2 separate regions of the Macaca mulatta genome follow, and region 2 is linked to region 1. Evidence: chromatin contacts called from public Hi-C data. All regions are on one chromosome and are shown on one strand. Each heading gives the region's core, a stretch centred on a gene start, on an enhancer-like site or on the middle of the called end of the contact. The rest is flanking DNA. Distances are from core to core; before and after follow the strand shown.

Evidence for each region. A called contact is a pair of places that touch in the nucleus more often than the background predicts.
Region 2: a Hi-C map of fetal cortex germinal zone shows a contact between it and region 1, with 1.6 times the contacts expected there. The contact joins the promoter of PLEKHM3 here to the promoter of FZD5 in region 1. A contact is called at or near these places in 3 of 14 Hi-C or Micro-C datasets (blood, fetal cortex germinal zone and fetal cortical plate).

The regions. Positions count from the first base shown.
Region 1 is chr12:113,028,832-113,033,573 of T2T-MMU8v2.0, forward strand. It overlaps FZD5 (frizzled class receptor 5), which reads right to left and starts at 2,187. Exons shown (of 2, transcript XM_015110810.3): 1 at 1,479-2,187; 2 at 1-1,209. The coding sequence starts at 952.
Region 2 is chr12:113,295,419-113,300,160 of T2T-MMU8v2.0, forward strand. It overlaps PLEKHM3 (pleckstrin homology domain containing M3), which reads right to left and starts at 2,212. Exons shown (of 9, transcript XM_077957431.1): 1 at 2,073-2,212.

The sequences.
Region 1 (4,742 bases), core at 937-3,436:
CAATGGTGCACAGCGCAGGGCCCGTGGTCTCGTAGTGGATGTGGTTGTGCTCGCGGCTGCAGGCCACGCTGGCATGGCCCACGACCAGGCGCACTAGGAAGCCCAGCGACACGCACAGGTAGCAGGCTGACAGGAAGATGATGGGGCGCTCAGGATAGCGGAAGCGTTCCATGTCGATGAGGAAGGTGGCCACCGTGGTGGATGTGGAGATGAAGCACAGGACCGACCACAGGCCGATCCAGAAGGTGGCGAACGTGCGCTCGTCGGCACTGAAGGACGGCTGGTAGCAGGGTACCGCGCAGTTGGGCACCTGGCCCGTCCGCACCTTGTTGTAGAGGGGGTGTGACTCCTTCAGGATGGGCACGAAGGGCTCGCGACACTTGCACACGGATGGGCCCCCAGCGGGGCATTCGCCCCCAGAGGCCGGCGCCCCTGGCGGGCCTGGAAGGGTGGGCTTGGCTGGGAAAGGCCTGGGGGGCGCCGTGGTGGCCTCGCTGCGGTTGTAATCCATGCAGAGGACCTCGGCGTCGCGGCCCAGCACCGGGAGGCGGTCGCAGCTCATGCGCTCGGGCCAGGCGAAGCCGTACTGGCGCATCAGCGGCGAGCAGCCGGCCTTGGCGCGCTCGCACACCGAGCGGCAGGGCGGCAGCGGCTTGTGGTAGTCAGGCAGACAGATGGGCGTGTACATGGAGCATAGGAAGAAGCGCAGGTCCGGCGAGCATTGGATCTCCACCAGCGGCCAGAACTGGTGCACCTCCAGGCCCGCCTCGTCCTGCGTGTCGTGGTTGAACTGGTTGGGCATGTGCGTCAGGTTGTAGCCGATGCCGCGGCACATAGGCACCGTGATTTCCTGGCACACCGGGGCCTTGGACGCGGCGGCCGCCCGGCCCACCAGCTGCGCCAGGAGCAGCAGCAGCAGCGAGGGCGGCGCGGACGGGTCAGGTCGAGCCATCGCCCCCTCCCTCCCCTCGCCTCCAGCGGCCCGCGAGGGACCGACACAGGCAGAGGAATCCGGGCCGGGGCTTCTCCCTCCGGCGTCTCGTGTGTTGCACCGGGGCTGGCAACCTGTTGGTTGCTTTTTCCTTTAAAAAAAAATTCGTCCAAAGATAAACTGCTTCGGGAAGACGCTGCCTCCGCTGGCAGCGCTCCGCTTCTCGCCGGATAGGGCTGAGGAGAGACGGTGAGGGCTCGGATCCCAGGGAAAGGACTCTTTAAAAAAGAAGGGGGAGAAGAAAGATTGCAACCACTCCCTGTTGGAGGGGCGTCAACGGTTCGGTCCCCGCGAGCGGTCTCCAAATCTCTAAGTTAACCCCTTTCCTTTCCTCCCCGCTCCGCCTCCTGGAACCAAACTACTGACTCCCCCACCCTTTCTTTCCAAGCTGGGCCCTCCAGGCAGTGCCCGGAGACCAGAACCCTCAGCTTCCCGGAAAAGGGCACAGGAACCGGGAGAAGAACAGAGAGAAATGGAAGGCTCTCACCTCCACGGATCCCGCCGAGAGAAGCAGACAGTCCACAGCCAGCCTGGGTCCTCCGTCCCTGGGTCACTCCGCTGAGAAGCGCGAATCAGAGCCGGGCTGGCGCCGGGAAAGTTTAGCGACAGGCTGGGTACCCGTGGCAGCGGCACATGGCAGCAGGTGGGGGCGACTCAGAGAGGGGGGCGCCCCCAGAACAGACGCGGCGCAGGCCAGTCACTCGCCCTCTCCTCCTCGGGGGCCCACCGCATGATCCAGACGGAGCCGGGCAGGGGCAGGCCGTGCGGTCTCCCCGGGGCCGGGAGCCGGACGGAGGGCGAGCGCGCCTGGCAGCACCTGGGCGGAAGGAAGGCGGGAGGCGGGAGCCGTGGGACCCCTCTGTCTCACAGCACCGCGAGCAGCCGGCGCTGGCCGGGCCGGGACTGCATGGTGCGCGCCGGCCGCCGCGTCCCGCCCGCCGCTCGCCTCCTCCCCTGCAGGGGGCTCCGCGCTCCAGTGGACTCCTGGGGGCGGTGGCGACGCTCTCGGGACGTGCCCTGCTCGGCTCCTCCCCCGCGCTCTCGCACCCTTTCGCCCACCTCCGGCGAGCACGGAACCGCGCGCGGCGGCGACCACAGAGGACTCACGGCCGCAGGCTGGCTGCCCTCTCCCGCCCCGCCCGGGTCACCTGCTTCTAATGCCCGCCGGGAGGCCCCGCCCCGGCCCCGCCCCCTCAGGCCCGGGCGCGGTTGGTGGGCCGCCTAGCCACGCTCTCCTCGCGTCCCCGCCCACTGCCCCGCGGGCTCGGCCTTTCCCCCGGCGCCCTCTGGCCCCGCCCGGAGCGGGCAGCCAAGGAGCGCTGACCAATCGCAGACCGGGAGGCGATGGAGGCGGGGCGAATGCTAATCATGCCGCTCTGGGAACCCGGGCGGGAAGCCCTCGCCAGAAGTCCCTCCGGAGTTCTCTGCCGGCGCCCTGGGTGCAAGACTCGCTCCTGTAACGTCCTGGCTTACGCACCTTTGCTCCCAGGGCCCCTGCCCTTTCTGTCTGCAGCTAAGCGTCCTTACAGAGTTCAGTGCTTCTTTGAAAGAATTGCTCAAGGAATCATTCTTAGGCGTGGCTGTCTCCCTTCTGCACTGTCTTGGAACTGTGTGAAAGAAGAGAGAATACTTACTGAGCCTTTTACTGTGTGCCTAACAAAGTGTTAATCGTTTATATCCTTTTTTTTGAGACGGAGTTGCTCTGTCGCCCAGGCTGGAGTGCAGTGTCGCGATCTCGGCTTACTGCAACCTCCGCCTCCCGGGTTCAAGCGATTCTCCTGCCTCAGCCTCCCGAGTATCTGGGATTACAGGCGCGCGTCACCACGCCTGGCTAGTTTTTGTATTTTTAGTAGAGAAGGGGTTTCATCATGTTAGGCTGTCTCTCGAACTCCTGACCTCGTGATCCGCCCGCCTCGGCCTCCCAAAGTGCTGGGATTACAGGCCTGAGCCACCGCGCCCGGCCCGTTTACATCTTGAGACAAGATCTCACTCCTTACAACAATTCTGCGGCAGGTATTCCCTACAGGTGAAGAAACCGAGACAGACTTGGCCAAGGCAACCGAGCTAGTCGTAGTTCCCGCAAGAAAGGGCGACCTCGGCAAGCAAGTTCACCTCCGTATTCCGATCGCCTGCCATTCGCCGCCCAAATGGCAACCCTGGGATTCGAACCCACGTAGTCGGGCAGCGGCATTCACCATCGTAGCCACCCCTCCCCCCATACTATCGCAGCCTCTCTGGCTTCGACCTTTACTTTTGCATCTCTTAACAAACTCTTGTTGTGACAAGAAAGTGGATTTCTTTCTGCCTTTAGAAGACCCAGAAAGATGTGAGTCCTTTATTAGTCGTGGTTTATAATCCCAGGCAGTTCCGAAGTCGCCCGCAGAGAGAAGCGATACCAACCCAGGGCTCTGTGCTGGGCACGGCGCCCGCCTCCCCGTCCCCTCCAGTCCCCGGCTGCCTGCTGCTAAGCCGCGCACTCGCGCGCCGTGGGGGGTCGGAGGGCGCACGGATGGCGGGGACATGGCGGCGCTCTTCAGTTGCGCAATTATGCTACAAGTTTTAAGTGTCCTAAAAATGCCTCTTTTCTATGTATTGTAATTAGATTGGAAGACTGAGGTATTTAGCATTCTTGAAATACATTCACACGCCTAGGAAGAGGATTTAAATTGTTTCCTTCTCCCCAAACTCTTCCTTTCACTGGGCAAAGGGCGAAAATAGGCAAGAGGGCCTGGGGACACTTGAAGGAATAGGGACTGGACTAACTGGATTAGATCCAGATCAACCGCGGGTTACTGTCGATCTCCTGTCCCGGATCCCATTGGCACAGGTTGGAAGAATAAATTGCGGAAGTGCCACTCCCCTCCTGCGTATCAACAACGCTTTGTGGGCAATAATGAAGAACATGTGTATTAATCCCAGCCTCCAAGTTAAAAAGGAACAAATATCAATCACTTCGCAGATATCAAAACTATTAATAAACGTTTAAAAGGCCGGGTGCCATGGCTCATGCCTGTAATCCTAACACTTTGGGAGGCTGAGGTGGGAGGATGGCTTGAACCCAGGAATTTGTAGACCAGCCTGAGCAACATAGCAAGACCCCCCACTCTAAAATACATAATTAAATAAATGAATAAATATACCTTACGTCTTTCATTCTCTGGAATTCTACAGGTGTTCACATTTTATCTCTTGTGCTTTGGAATTACTTGGCACTCTGGGTCAGGAAGCCTCCCAGGGTTGAAAATAGTGGGAGCTGAAAAGTTGCGGGCATAACAGTGAGCAAGAAAGGGGAGCCCTCAGTGGAAAGTATGTGCAGACTATGAACATGCCAAGGGAGGCCCATCTCATTCTGTGCTCTTTATGCAACGTGTGTATTACTGGGGATGGACAAGTGTTGGCTAATAATAAAAATTATTTGAAGTTGGAGAATGTTAATCACTCACACTGGAATTTAGCCAGAATATTTGTGTTATTTCACACGGTTCTGTCAGAGGCATTTGAACCAGAGCAACTCCATCTTGGATAGGGACTGGGTAAAATAAGGCTGAGACCTATTGGGCTGCATTCCCAGGAGGTGAAGACATTCTAAGTCACAGGGTGAGATAGGAGGTCATCAAAAGATACAGGCCGTAAAGACCTTGCTGATAAAACAGGGCGCAGTAAAGAAGCTGGCCAAAATCCAGCAAAACCAAGATGGCCAGGAGAGTGACCTCTGGTCGTCCTCACTGCTTATTATACCTTAATTATAATA
Region 2 (4,742 bases), core at 962-3,461, 270 kb after region 1:
CATCATACCCAGCCCCATCTTAACCATTTTTAAGTGTACAGTTCAGTATTGTTAAGTACATTCACACTGTTGTGCAGCCAATTTCCAGAACTTTTCATTTTGCAAAACTGAAACTCTATACCCATTAAACCAGGGGTCCCCAACCCCCATGCCTGCAGACTAGTACTGGTCCATGGCCTGTTAGGAACTGGGCGACACGGCAGCTGAGCAATGGACCAGCCACACATTACCGTCTGAGCTCCGCCTCCTAACAGATGGGCAGCAGCATTAGATTCTTTTGCAAACCTTATTGTGAACTGTGCATGTGAGGGATCTAGGTTGCACACTTCTTATGAGGATCTAATGCCTAATGATCTGAGGTGGAACAGTTTCATCCTGAAACTATCCTCCCTCTACTCCCCGACCCCACGCCACCCCCTCTGTGGAAAAATGGTCTTCTGGTCCCTGGTGCCTAAAAGGCTGGGGACCGCAGCACTAAACAACAAATCCTCCATTGCCTCCCTCCCTCCAGGCCCTGGTAATCACCATTCCATTTTCAACACTGGCATATTTTTATTTTATATATTTATTAACAAACATGTATATAGCAATTACTATATGCCAGGTACTGTTCTAAGCCTTGAGCTCAGGAGTTCAAGACCAGCCTGGACAACATGGCAAAACCCTGCCTCTACCAAATGTACAAAAGTTAGCCAGCTGTGGTGGCGTGTGCCTATGGTTCCAGCCACACGGGAGGCTGAGGTGGGAGGATCGCTTGAGTCCAGGAAATCGAGACTGCAGTGAGCCATGATGATGCCACTGTACTCCAGCCTGAGTGACAGAGTAAGACCCTGTCTCAAAATAAAATAAAATAAAATAACAATAATAAAAACCCTAATGAGGTCAATACTGTTATTATTCCCATTCTACAGATCAGGAAACAGAAGAGCTAAGTAAACTGCCCAAGATTACACAACTAGGAAGTGACCAAGCAAGAATTCAAACTGAAGGAGTCTGGCTTTATAGTTTTTGCTATAAACCATGACAGTGTAAAAATATTCACTGTAAAGAAAAACTCATCAGGAATTAGTATCATTTCTTCTATGTATATCTATCTATTGTAGGTGCAATTTAACTTAATATTCATCTCCTGTCTAAAAGACTATGTGACCAAGGTTACAAATGTCAATTGACATTTTTAGAGACTATATATATATATATAGCCCAGCTTTTGTTAAGGCATTTTCTTGAAGTCAGTCAAACAAAAAGTGCCTTGTATTTTAAGTATGCCAATTATAATTTACATGTAGTATTTTATAATAAAATACTTTATAAATACAAATCACAACTCACTACCATTACTTAAATTAAAATACAAAGAAAAAAAATCCAGCTGTTTCTCTCTGGTCCCTTCCAAGGAAGAAAAAAGGAGAGAAATAAACTTCTAAATAAGTTTACAACAGCATGGCTCAATCTCAGCTTAACCTGGTAAATTCAAATTTGTCTTGCTTTGCAAGGTGTACATCCAGACCAGTCTCAATTTGTCATCCAAATATATATCTCAGTAGTAACTTATTTTTATTTAAGGGATGGGTGTGAGATTTCCTTCTCTTGATTTTTTAGCTTAATAATTCTTTCCTACAAGATCAAACCATGCTTGTCATCAGTCATGTGGTGTCATTTACTATACGTTAAAAACGGACAGAGTCGACAGAAAGAACAATCGTTTTCTGGAAGCCCCAGTCTGATGTAGGTTAAAAGCTCTGCTGGGGTTTGGTTTTATAATCCCCAGGAGGGGATAGCAGGGGTACTAATAACGCACTCAACGAGATCACGTACTATTTCAACTACTTTCTCCTCCTATTATATACCTGATTCACAAAAACAAGCAGACAATGCATCATGTAATCTCCCGTCACCCATTAGCCACTGCAATGTGGTACAATCTCCAGCACGAAATAAAAACCTGGGCATGGGAAAAACAGCAAAATCACCGCTACCCCGGGAACTGCTCAGATATTTACAATGCTGTCGTCCCCACCCCATCCCCCAAACTGGCCGGCCAGGCAGCACAGAAGCAGACGGATGCTCACCCGGGCGCCGGCTGCTACTCTCCCTTCACCTGCGGGGCCTGCAGTCCGCTGCTGGCGGGGGCTTGGCTCCCGCAGCCCGCCGCCCGCCTCTCGGTGACAGCCAGCCCAGCCGCTGACCATCCCGGCCCGGCTCTGTTTACAAGCGGCTTCTCGCGGTTCCACTCTGAAATGCTTCCGCCGGCGGCCCGGGCAGCCAGAGCCGGACACACAAGGTTCCAGGCTGCGAGGACGTGTCTTTCCTGCCCGAGGGACCGGGCAGCTCGGCCGATCCTGACCGCACCCACCAGGCCTTCTTATTTCTTTGCTTTCTTATGTACAGTTCCTCTCGTACACATTGTGAAAGCAATGGCGTGCGTCGCGGAGCCTCCTCACTGCTCCACCCAACGCCAAAATGGGTGTTTGCGATTGGAAAATGTCACTTAGAACATGTCAGGGTCGGGCTGGTTTTTAGCATCTTCCTTGTCTAAGGGAATTAATTACTCAAAGAAATAAGTTATTTCCAAAAGTGGGACTATTAGAACCTGGAGATTGCTTCTCATTTCCGGTTTTGGGGCTGCAGTGAAAATCCGTTTTCACCGTCCTTTCCTACGCAGGTTGAAAAGGGGTGGTTTTGAGGTGAGGTCTTCACCCCCACTTGCGGATTCCCAGCAAAATAGAGTGTGCATGTGTGTGCACACGGGCAGGACTGTTGAGTAAGACCACCCACACCCCACCCACCGTGACTGTGGTCGCTTTGCAGGGATATGCTGGTCTGATTGGACAGACCTTCCTTGCAGTTTCCTGTCTGTTTTCCATCATAGCACACTTCTTAGCCATTTTCTCACTGTATAAGTACACATTTATATATTTTATTGGTCTTCCCACGCTCACGCATCTCACCTACAAACTCCCAGAGGGCGGGCACTATTTCAGTTTCACTCACCACCATCTAGTAGGCACCTAGCACAGGTCCAATGTATATGTATCTGAATAAATGAATGAACAAAGGAATGAAAAAAAAAAAAGTCAGAGGGGTCAGGGATGAAACACAGAAATCTAAAACTCTGATTCCTCTTCCCACCCTCTGGAAGATTGATAAGCAAATCTTTAACAATTGAGTTAAGAAAAAATTTCCTTTGGTTGATGTTCGAAGTTTAAATAAACTTTCTTTAAACCCTGCAATTTGAGGTACTTTCTTTTCTGTTTTGCTAGAAACAGGATCTCACTCTGTGCCCAGGCCAGAGTGTAGTCGCATGATCATAGCTCACTGCAGCCCTGAACTTCTGGGTTCAAGGGATCCTCCCAACTCAGCCTCCTGAGTAGCTAGGACTACAGGCGCGCATCACCACAACATGGCTAATTTCTTTTTTCTTTTCTTTTTTTTTTTTTTGTAAAGGCAAGGTCTCCCTGTGTTGCCCAGGATGATCCTGAACTCCTAGCCTCAGGTGATCCTTCTTCCTTGCCTTCCAAAGTGCTGGGATTACAGGTGTGAGCCACCTCACCTGGCCAGGGGTACATTTTTTTGTTTTGTTTTGTTTTAATTACCTAAACTTGCAGTATTCTCTTTTGCCTCAGGACTTTGTACATGTGATTCCCTCTCATGAGAATTCTCAATCCTGGCGCATCCTCTTACTTAGCCTGGCTAATTTCTCCTTGCTCTTTAAGAAGCGGGTGACAGGCACTTGGTCTCTCAAGTCACCTGCTTGGCCTTCTTCCGGGTGTTCTTTTCTTCTTTTACTTCCCTTCATTACTACTCTAAAGCTTTTTAATAAACTTTCACTCTAAAAACAAACAAACAAAACAAAACAAAACAGAAAAGGCCAGGCACAGTGACTCGAGCCTGTAATCCCAGCACTTAGGGAGGTCGAGGCGGGTGGATCGCTTGAGGCCAGGGGTTCGAGACCAGACTGACCAACATGATAAAACCTCATCTTTACTAAAAATACAAAAATTAGCAGAGCATGATGGTGCATGCCTATAATCCCAGCACTTTGGGAGGTCGAAGCGGGTGGATCGATTGAGGCCAGCAGTTCGAGACCAGCCCGGGCAACGTAGTGAAAGCCTGTCTCTACTAAAATGAAAATTAGCCGGGCATGGTGGCGCACGACCTGTAATCCCAGCTACTTGGGAGGCTGAGGCACTAGAATCATTTGAACTCAGGAGGCGCAGGTTGCAGTGAGCTGATATTGAGCCAGTGCCCTCCAGCCTGAGCAACAGAGCGAGACGCTGTCTCAAAAAAAAAAAAAAAAAAAGCGGCAGGTGACATTACACCTCTTCTGGAAACTTTGCCTGACAGGGCAACCTGCTCCTTTTATGCACTCCTAGAGGACCTCATGTGTTCCTTTATAAATGCACCCATTACATCGTGCTACACAGATCAGTCTTCCGTTGAACTGGTGGTTCTCAAAACTCACATGGAACAGAATCTTCTAGGATGGTGTTTCTCAAACTTTAATGGGTAAGAATTCTGTCAAAATGCAGATTCTGATACAGTAAATCTGAGATGGGGCCTCTGCAACAGTCATGATCTTCTCGGTGATGCTGCATTTTGAATGTCAAAGTTCTTGAATGCTGTTAAAAATGCAGATTCCTAGGCCGGGCGTGGTGGCTCATGCCTGTAATCCCAGCACTTTGGGAGGCTGAGGAGGCCGGATCACCTGAGGTCAGGAGTTCAAGACCAGCCTGGCCAAC